Linked DNA regions of Arabidopsis thaliana: region 1 is linked to region 2. Evidence: chromatin contacts called from public capture Hi-C data. All regions are on one chromosome and are shown on one strand. Each heading gives the region's core, a stretch centred on a gene start, on an enhancer-like site or on the middle of the called end of the contact. The rest is flanking DNA. Distances are from core to core; before and after follow the strand shown.

Region 1 (4,842 bases), core at 165-2,664, 330 kb after region 2:
AGTATATACTTTTACCAAACAAATCCAAAATTTGTATATTTTTTAATATTAAAAGTGGTAAACCATAAAATTTTAGTAAAAATAATAATTTTAAAAAAAAATCGACGAAATAGGGCAAAATCAACGAATCTCTGTAAACAGTAAACTTATAGGAGTAGAAACTAAATTTTTATTTTAATATAGTTAGAACCTGCATAGGTCGGACCCTAAAAATATGTTCTGGATTTAATTATTTAGAAAGAAAAATATAGAAAATGTATGTATGTCAAAAAGTCTTGGACCATAATTGGCGGAGAGAGAACCTGGGGACGGACAAAAAAGTGACAATTTGCTCCGACATTAAAGATAATTAATGAAATCAGGTATAATTAAATGAACGCATAAATAAATGAAGAGAGATGATGATATATGTATAATCGTAAACGCATAGAGTAGAGAGGACACATGGAGCCACCCTTGTGGTGTCCGACAATTACTTTTAATAATCCTTCCTTTTAATGAACTTCTATTATTTTGCTTAGATATCATTTTTTTTTCTTCTATGTATGATAAAGTTCTACATTTCTGGTTTGTAATCTTCTAATATTTTGATAGTAGAGAGTTGGAATACCATAACATGTTGGAAATGTTTTCCATTTTGAAAACCAAAACTTTTTTTTTTAAAACAATTTTTAGCTATCGTTATCAATAAGTTCATCACTTAAATGTTTTTGGGAAGTTCACAGTATTTTGGAAGATATTCTATTAAATATCAACTATTTTTCTAGTTTTGTGTGCTAATTTTTTCCTCGGTTATCTAATGTTGTGGTTGATTTTATTGCAAAACTATGTCTAAGTTTGTATGGTTAGAACATCATTTGAGCAATATAATTAAGTTTGTGCAAAAAAGAAAGTTGATCACTTAGTATTAATTTTTCATTATATAATTTGATCAAGATGCTTGCTTAATCCGATCTAGATAATAAACAAAATTATCTAAACAGTATGAAACTACAAGTTCCTAATAGTTAATGTTTTGACATTTACAAAGCAACTAAGTAAAATGTTATTAATGAATTGGTTACTTTTTTTTTGGTAAAAAGTTAAATTCATATCATTTTTAAATTTTTGACAGAAAATACAGAAATCACAGAACAAATGAAAACACGCTATTGAAAAATTAAAAACAACAATATTATTCAAAAAGCTTTTGGTTGCTACTGAATGAATTGGTTACTTGTTTAGATTGGGTAACAAAATTCTAACCAAAACTAGAATCACTAATACTCATTCTTTACCAAATAATACTTCAAATTCAAATAAGAGTTTGATTGTGAAAGCTGTATAGCTGTACGTATCATGTCCATATTACAGTTGTAAGCCATTGTTACAAAACTACTAAAAACAAAAATAAATAATAGAAAGGTCCGAGAAACTTGAATAAAAATTTAGAATTTTTAAAACATTATTATCGTAAATAAAAAGAGAACCTCCCAAGAAACAAGTCGTCCTTATATAAAGCCAACCACACCCCTTTAGCTTCTCTCACCATCATCATCATCATCATCATCATCATTTCTCTCTATCTCTTTCTAAAACACAACCATGACTGTTTCTTCATCTCCATGGGCTCTCATGGCTCTCTTTCTAATGGTTTCTTCAACAATGGTAATGGCTATTCCTCCACGCAAGGCCATTGATGTACCATTTGGTCGTAACTACGTCCCAACTTGGGCTTTTGACCACCAGAAACAGTTCAATGGCGGTTCCGAACTTCAGCTTATCCTCGACAAATACACTGGTACAATTACTATTACCAAATCTCTGCCTAATGATCACAATGCAAGTTTTGATATTCCCATTTTTTATTTGGTATATAGGCTAAAGCTTAATTTTTAAAGGTTAAATTTTCTTGAGTTTAAAACTACATTTCATTTACAGATTAAGTAATTAGCATTAATCATCTCTATTATTTTACAACTCAATATATTTAAATTTTATTTAGGCTTTGTTTTGTAAAAATATATTTAGATTTAACATGGTCCTACTAGTGATAATTATTTTTAAGGGCTAAATTTTCTTGAGTTTAAAACTACATTTCATTTCACAGATTAAGTAAATAGCATTAGTCATATCTATTATTTTACAAATCAATTTATTTAGGATTTGTTTTGTAAAAATGTATAAAACACCTTACTTTTATCTTTCATTAGGCCCCAAGATCTTAGGTACACTCACTCACTAACTATGTTACATGTGTATAAAAACAGGCACAGGATTTCAATCAAAGGGGTCATATTTGTTTGGACATTTTAGTATGCACATAAAGCTTCCAGCTGGTGACACAGCCGGAGTTGTCACAGCTTTCTATGTAAGTCTCTCTCACTAGTCACTAATAATACTTAGATCAAATTTAAATGATTAACAATATTTATTACAAATAAATTGTGTGAAGCTATCATCTACCAACAATGAGCATGACGAGATAGACTTTGAGTTCCTTGGAAACAGAACAGGACAACCAGCTATATTACAGACAAATGTATTCACAGGAGGAAAGGGAAACAGAGAACAACGAATCTATCTCTGGTTTGATCCTTCTAAGGCTTATCACACTTACTCAATCCTTTGGAACATGTACCAGATCGTGTATGAATAATTCTATCCTTCACACTTACTTACATTACACTTTTTCGTATATTATTATATAGTGAAAAGTTGTCAGAATTAACATGGTCCTACTAGTGATAATTATTGTTTTTTTTTCATATTCGGTGCAGTTTCAAATTATTAGTATTATTTTTCTTAACCTTGGGGTGGCCAAAAATCTTGATCTTATCAAAAGTAGTGGGGTCTTGTAAGATTATCTTAGACAGAGACTCTTGAGTCAAAAAGTTGTAGACTTTTTCAGCTTTTAGATTTTCTAAATGTTCAAATAAGCTAGACTACGTGGATAGGTAACATAAGTGACTCACTCATTAGTCTTTATTGTGGGGTATTCAAAATTTAACTAAACTCTAAGAGTCATGTGTTGTAAACCGGTGTGGTTTACTAAAAATTGATTTTTCTTTGATCAGATTCTTTGTTGACAACATACCAATCCGAACGTTCAAGAATGCTAAGGATCTAGGAGTACGTTTCCCATTCAACCAACCAATGAAGCTTTACTCAAGCCTTTGGAACGCGGATGATTGGGCCACGAGAGGCGGTTTAGAGAAGACCAATTGGGCCAATGCACCTTTCGTTGCATCTTACAAAGGATTCCACATAGATGGTTGCCAAGCTTCTGTGGAAGCCAAGTACTGTGCCACACAAGGCCGCATGTGGTGGGATCAGAAAGAGTTCCGTGACCTTGACGCTGAACAATGGCGTCGTCTCAAATGGGTTCGTATGAAGTGGACCATCTACAACTACTGTACCGACCGGACTAGGTTCCCGGTTATGCCAGCTGAATGTAAAAGGGACAGAGACGCATAAGTTACTACTCTTGAGGGTTTTAATGAATTTATGCTATCATTATTATTTGAATTATGCTTGTTCAAGAGATTGATATATGTATTGTTTGTTGGCCCATGATGTTTATGCTATATTTGGGCCTAAAATTACATGTTATAATTCATATATGTATTGATTAGCTATGTATTTTCATATGTTATGATCTACTTACAAGTTTTATTCTTTAACGTGGTAAAAGTGCATTTGGTATTAACTAACATAAACGTGATTATTATTAACTATTATTGAGCGGCCGCTTTTTCTCTAATTTCTATGTAAGACACATGAACAGAAGAAACTAGTCCCTTCCTCACATGCCTGCTTTGCGAGACTGTTTAAAATTTACACATTTTAAAACTATAAATTATTGAGAAATATCATTCTATATGGATAGAAAACTTGTTATTTAGGTCTTTTCAAAATCCATTGTTACCCTAACACTGTTAACATAACTTTTTACGCATGTATCCTTACGTTATTGTTTTTGTCAGTTGTAAAGTATACGCGAATTATTGCATGTTGTAGGATTCTAAGATTGTAGTGGAATATTGCGTTCGGGAGTTTTTTTTTTTTTTTTTTATGTTTTCTTCTCTCCTACTAACGAACATTCGTGTGCTTTCATTACTATATAAAGGAGAGAGATTGCGATTGAGGCAGAAGAACATAACCCTCGTCTTAAAATTTTCTTGTGTTATCAGGGTTGATTGTCAATCGATATCATTTCCTTCCGATTAGAGGGTTCTTCATTCGTTTTGGGTAATTGATTTTAGTCTCCTCTCTTTGATTTTGTTTCTTCATTTGTTTTATCTCGCTGTGTCTTATTAGGGTTTTTCACTTTGTGTAGACGATGGCTTCGATTCCACTTCCTCCCCGGTTAATAGCTCTCGGCGAAGAACCTCGTGGTGAAAGGGTTAATGTTTACCAGAAGATAAAAACCCTCTGCGGTATATTCAACGCTCTCGATGACGATGAACGGCAATACCTTTCTCGGTCTCCTTTCGCTAGACTGTTGGAGTTCCCCAACAATCCTGCTTGGTCTGCTAGTTTTGGGATTTTTATTTTGGGTAGGCAGTTGGAGGTGACTAAGCCTAACGAGATTTGGGTACTATTCGCGGGTACACCTATTCGGTTTTCTCTGAGGGAGTTCAAGATCGTCACTGGATTGCCCTGCGGTAGGTATCCGAGTTTGAAGATGAAGAAGAAAAAAGGCACTGCGGGAAAGACGATTCCTTTCTACAGTAAGTTGTTTGGCCTTGAGGAGGAGGGTTGTTTCAGATCATGGTATGAGGATCAGATGTGCTTGCTTAGCCATTGTTGATGGGTTTCTTGTCCCTACATCTCACCATCCCAAGATTATTAAGTCCCACG
Region 2 (5,072 bases), core at 1,122-3,621:
GGGAATTCAGCAGAAGAGTGGAGAAAAGTTACCAAAGTAAGGAAATACAAATTCGTGTGGGTTATTATTAGTTTCTTTGATGGCTGCCATATAGTACATCCCAGCCTTTTCAAAGTCCCCCTAAAACAAGACCATCATCAGACATCAGAAAGGAAGGTTACACAAAGGAAACAAAAAAAGATGCATTCTTCTATAACAGCCCATAGAATGAAAAAAACGCCTCAAATATATCACAACCCAAATAAATTATTTATTACTCGTATTTTTTCCTCCACTGGCAAGCTCAGAGGGTAGATAAGAATGGAATATACAAGGGAGGACAAAAATGTCAAACCTTGCTATGATATGACCGTGCTAAATTGTAAAAAGAATGTGACTTTGTTGGCCCATGAGTTGTGACGGCTAATGCTGTTTCAGTCAGCTGCTCAACAAGAAAGTGCTGGCCGGTGAAAAAAAAGTGATTGGCCAAATAATTTAAGGCTGATGCGCAATAGGGATAAATCTCGAATGCCTGCTGCATTCTGTCCATTCCTTTCCTCATTCCTATAGCTATACATATGTAATATCATCAGTGAAGGCCAAAGAGAAGTAAAGTTAATAGAATCTTTCCAGCCCACACGCATTATCATAAGATTTAGAACTGAGGTATACTTACAATCATTTGCTTGCAAATCCATAATCCCAAGTGCCACAAGAGCCTCAACATTATCAGGATCTAGCTGCAGAAATAGAATTATGGTAATTAGCACTATTTGTTGACGCATACAGTCAGCTATGTCATAAGAAGATGAGATAAACATCCCAGTCCCACTTGCCTGCAAAACGCGATCAAACGCTTGCCGTGCTTTATCTAGTTGCCCCAACTTATAACGACAAAACCAATTCCCAGTCTCACAGCTGCAGGACAACCGGGAAATACTTGCAAGGCCCTCTAAAAGAATTCAAAACATAGACAAATCAAAATACTACCAATTTGTTCCATAAATAGACTAGATGGTTCACTTGAACAATCAAAGCCATGAGATTTACAGCCAAAATGAAGAAGTGGTATACAGAAATATAGTAGGTTATAAGGAAAAGCTTACCTTGTATAGTTGTAATGACTCAGAAAATCGTCCACGATTAAATTCTACAGAAGCCTGTATACGTGATAGAGCAAGTTATTAATTTGCAGAAAAGTAAACAATAGACTAATACTGTGTCAGGCCTAGGTTGGTAAGAAAGAGAGCGTCAGAATCAAATTCTTACTACCACCAATAAATTCTAGTATACAGAATCTACCTACCTACAAATTATTAGCTAAGTGACAGAAAATGAAATCACAAGTCATTATACCTGACCCAGAAGAGCAGGAACATTATCAGGGGCAGTGTCTAACACAATCTTAAATGCCTGAAGAGCATTATCTATTTCACCCTTAGCCAGTAAGAGCTGACCTGTAAGCAGACAATTACATTTCAGGATTCTGTATCTTAGTAAACATAGAGCATCATCACAACCTTCAAATTCTTAAAGCGTACATTGTACAGGGAGAACCGGAAAAGAAAGATTGTTATAGGAATTGCTTGCAACAGAAACTTATCAGTCGAAACGAATCTGGTAGTACCTTTCCCAACCCAAGTGGAAGGTTCATGCATATCGATTCTCGATGCTTTGTTATAATATCGTGTGGCAGAGATAAATTGCTCCTCTTTCTCTCTGTTTTTGGTCTCAGTTTTACCAAGGTAGCTATAATACGCACCTAGAGCATTCAAAATCGCTATTCTCTCGTACTTAACATCGGCATAGTACTCGTCAATGTCTTGCCAAAAAGAAACAAAAAGGACTTATATTTTCGAAATAACCAATTCTAGAACAAATTGAAGCAGCATCATCGTATAACTGCTTACCAGAACTTGACCCTTCCTCCAATATTTGTCGAAACTGTTCAATTTTTCCTTGTTTGAAGTACTCCCTCTTCACCATAGATGAAACCAAAATCAGAATTGGAAAAAAAAACAATCTTTAAGCAAATCAGCCACAAAAGCAACTAACTTTTGAAGTGTTAATCAAAACCCATCAGCCATTAACTAAGAAAAACTCAACAAAACTCGATTCCAGATAGAACCTAATTAGAGTGGAAAAGAACGAACCGCGATGATGAGCCAGAGATCGAGAGGAGCTTGTTCGGCTTTAAGAATATCAAGTATATCAGAAGCGTCACGAGGGAGCTGATCAAGAACAACCCTAACTTCTTCTTCTGAATTCTGAACCGGTATGTACACACTCGCCATTGCCCGGCTAAGTGAGGATTACCAGAAACCCTAGAAGAAATTGCAGTGGCGAATTTTTCGAATAGAGAGTATGTGTGTGTGCCAACGATGAAGTGAATCGAACAATCGATTACAAATCTGTTTCTTTTTTATTTGTGACCTTGGTTTGGTCTGATAAGCTCAGATAAGAAGTTTTAGGGTCAAATATGTTAATAATAAAAAGTTAAGGTAAGAGTCCTTTTCTTTTTTGGATCGGTGTTACTTTCTTTTTTTCCCACATATCGTGTCAAATATGGTAAACCTTTACCAAATATGCAATGCGATTTTGAACTTGAAACAACAAAAAATTTAAATTACTAATCTTTAGCCAATTTTTATATCGATCTTTAGTAAACGGAAACGGTCTTAAGTCAAATGATAGAATATATGGTTGGAATGCCATTATCTCAAAAAAAAAAAATCAAGAATGTCATTTTTCTAATTTTTAATTCTTTGTTAAACTAAAAATAAGAAAAAATCAAAACAATTGGTAAAAAACTAAAACCTAGACGACCCAAAAAAGTATTCGATCCAATTAAGATATATGTCCATCGATACAAAACTCATCCCAAACACTTAAGTGAAATTCCTGATTTTTAAAAAAACGGCTCTCACAAAATTCAGATTCTTCCAAAATCAGATTCCTAATTTTTCGGCTTTCACGATTTTTCGACGAATTCTTGATTCGTGTAATAGTTTGATGGCTCGTGTTAGAGATGGTACCGGTGGCCATGTATATGAGTCGACGGAGAGGCCGTCCGAAGAAGTTTCGACATCACAAACAGTTTCTTCAGAAATTGAGATCGACGGAGATGCCGCCGTAGAGGTTCCGACCGAACCAGCTGAAACAGATGTTTCAGCGAATAAGACTCCAAAAAAAACTGCTGAAATTGAAGAGGCCATAGAGGAATCGCTAGATGGTGATGAGGCTTCTTCTAAAGGAACCGCCGATATTGAAAAGGGTAAGACATAACCACCAACCCATACTGCAAAAGAACCTCTACTTGAGGCTGTCTTTATAGAAATCCTAGAAGCGAATGAAGGTGATGGGGATGAGCTGGAGGAGGAGGAAATGGTGAATACAACAAAAGAAGGAGTAGAGAACATTAATTGTCAAGTATATACATTGGAATCTCTATGACTCACATTTGTTTTGTTTGAGTATTAGTTAGAAATGTTTTAGATACAACTAGTTCATATGTGACAATTGTTTGATATAAGTAATTTGATGGAACTAGTTCAATGAGTACATATGAATTGTTAGTTTGATACCTCTAAATTGTTCAGTTGGTCAATGTTCATTGAATTCGCAGTTGCAGGATACATGTGAGGCCGAGGATGATGATTCTGGGCCAGAGGATGATGAGGTTACTTGTAAAGAAAATGAGGAAGATGAGGCTGGCAATGATAGTTTAAAGGAGGAGGATGATGAAGATGATTCTCAGCCACTGGCGCCAGAGACCATGTATTTTTCTTTTACAGAATACGACAAAGTGTGCAAGATAAGCAGTAGGTGCCAAGTCACGCAGATAGTGGCAATGATAGATAGAAGGTTTAAAGAAGAAGCAAAATGATTTCGAAAACACCCACAGTTCAAGCGTATATTCCACATGTCTCAGGAGCCTAACCACCAAATGCAAGGCATGTGGGTGCTTATGCTTCGCACAGTGAAGACAGATTTGCTCTAGGAGGCTTGGTTTGTTGTAAATAGAGTACCTATTAGGTATTCCATTAAAGAGCATGCGTTGTTAAGTGAGTTTGATTGCCGTAGTTACCCAAAATAACTCAAGACAATGGGGAATACTTAGTTTGTGAAGAGGATCTTCAAAAAAGAAACTGGGATAAAGGTTTCAAAAGTTCTTACTAAGTACGAGAAGATACGCAGCGGTACAGATAGGTTGAAGTTAGTGCTGTTGTACTTCCTGGTCAAGGTAGTAAAAGCAAACTCAAAGAATGATGGAAACATAGAAGAGATTCTTTTAAGGATTGTTGGCGGTTTGGATGAGTACGAGACGTTTCTGTGGGGCCGTTAATACTTCTTGGAATGTTTGGATGGGATAAGGAAAATGATGAAGAACGTGGATGGTTTCGTGAAACCAAAAGCTCAACCTTGCTACAGTGGATTCATTGTGCCTCTCGAGATAAGTAATTTATGATCATTATATGAGTATAAGGTGTAATGTACAGGTTTTATGATATTAAACATTGTTTTGTTATTTGTAGATTCTGGCTTATGAGGCTATTCTACAGCTTCAACTGAAATTTAGAGTCCCTGTACGTGCAGAGAAGGACTGTCCAAGGATGTGCAAGCATAAGTTTAAAGAATGTAGCATGAAAGGTGTCCCGTTGGAAGTTATATATAAAGAGCTTGGGAATAGTGAGGTTAGAGTTTCTGTATTTACTTGATTGTCTGTATATCATGAGATTGCTTGATTGCTAAATGAGTTTCTTTTCACAGGATATTGCTAGCCATTTGGTACCTGAGTATCATGAGAAATATCTGTTGGACAGTCTCTTAGAAGATGATGTTGATGATGACCTCGATCTTATAGATATTGTTATTGACAATTGGAAAGGGCGACTATTTGTAGAGAAGAAGAAGATATGGTGGAAAGGAATGTGTGAGCTGGACATTTCTTCTTGATGTATTGTTAATGATCTTGATGATGATGTTGTCCATGAGATTGAGAATGAGGTCCCCGAGAAAGATGTCCTTCCGACTGATGTCCCCGAGAAAGATGTTCCTCCGACTGCTGTCCCTCCTCGAGTCCCTGAATTAGA

What was found. Capture Hi-C pulls out chosen DNA fragments and counts their contacts.
Region 1: a contact with region 2 is called in a capture Hi-C map of seedling, with 2.6 times the contacts expected there. The contact joins the promoter of XTH4 here to the promoter of ELF8 in region 2. A contact is called at or near these places in 1 of 26 Hi-C or Micro-C datasets (root) and 1 of 3 other capture datasets (seedling).

The regions. Positions count from the first base shown.
Region 1 is chr2:2,762,035-2,766,876 of TAIR10.1, forward strand. XTH4 (xyloglucan endotransglucosylase/hydrolase 4) reads left to right here and starts at 1,415. Exons shown (of 4, transcript NM_126666.4): 1 at 1,415-1,780; 2 at 2,250-2,350; 3 at 2,435-2,628; 4 at 3,057-3,709. The coding sequence starts at 1,585. The coding sequence ends at 3,456. It also overlaps the pseudogene AT2G06860.
Region 2 is chr2:2,434,316-2,439,387 of TAIR10.1, forward strand. ELF8 (binding protein) reads right to left here and starts at 2,372. Exons shown (of 24, transcript NM_126631.7): 1 at 2,133-2,372; 2 at 1,890-1,956; 3 at 1,607-1,801; 4 at 1,336-1,436; 5 at 1,086-1,139; 6 at 816-931; 7 at 656-719; 8 at 335-549; 9 at 33-120. The coding sequence starts at 2,273. It also overlaps the pseudogene AT2G06220.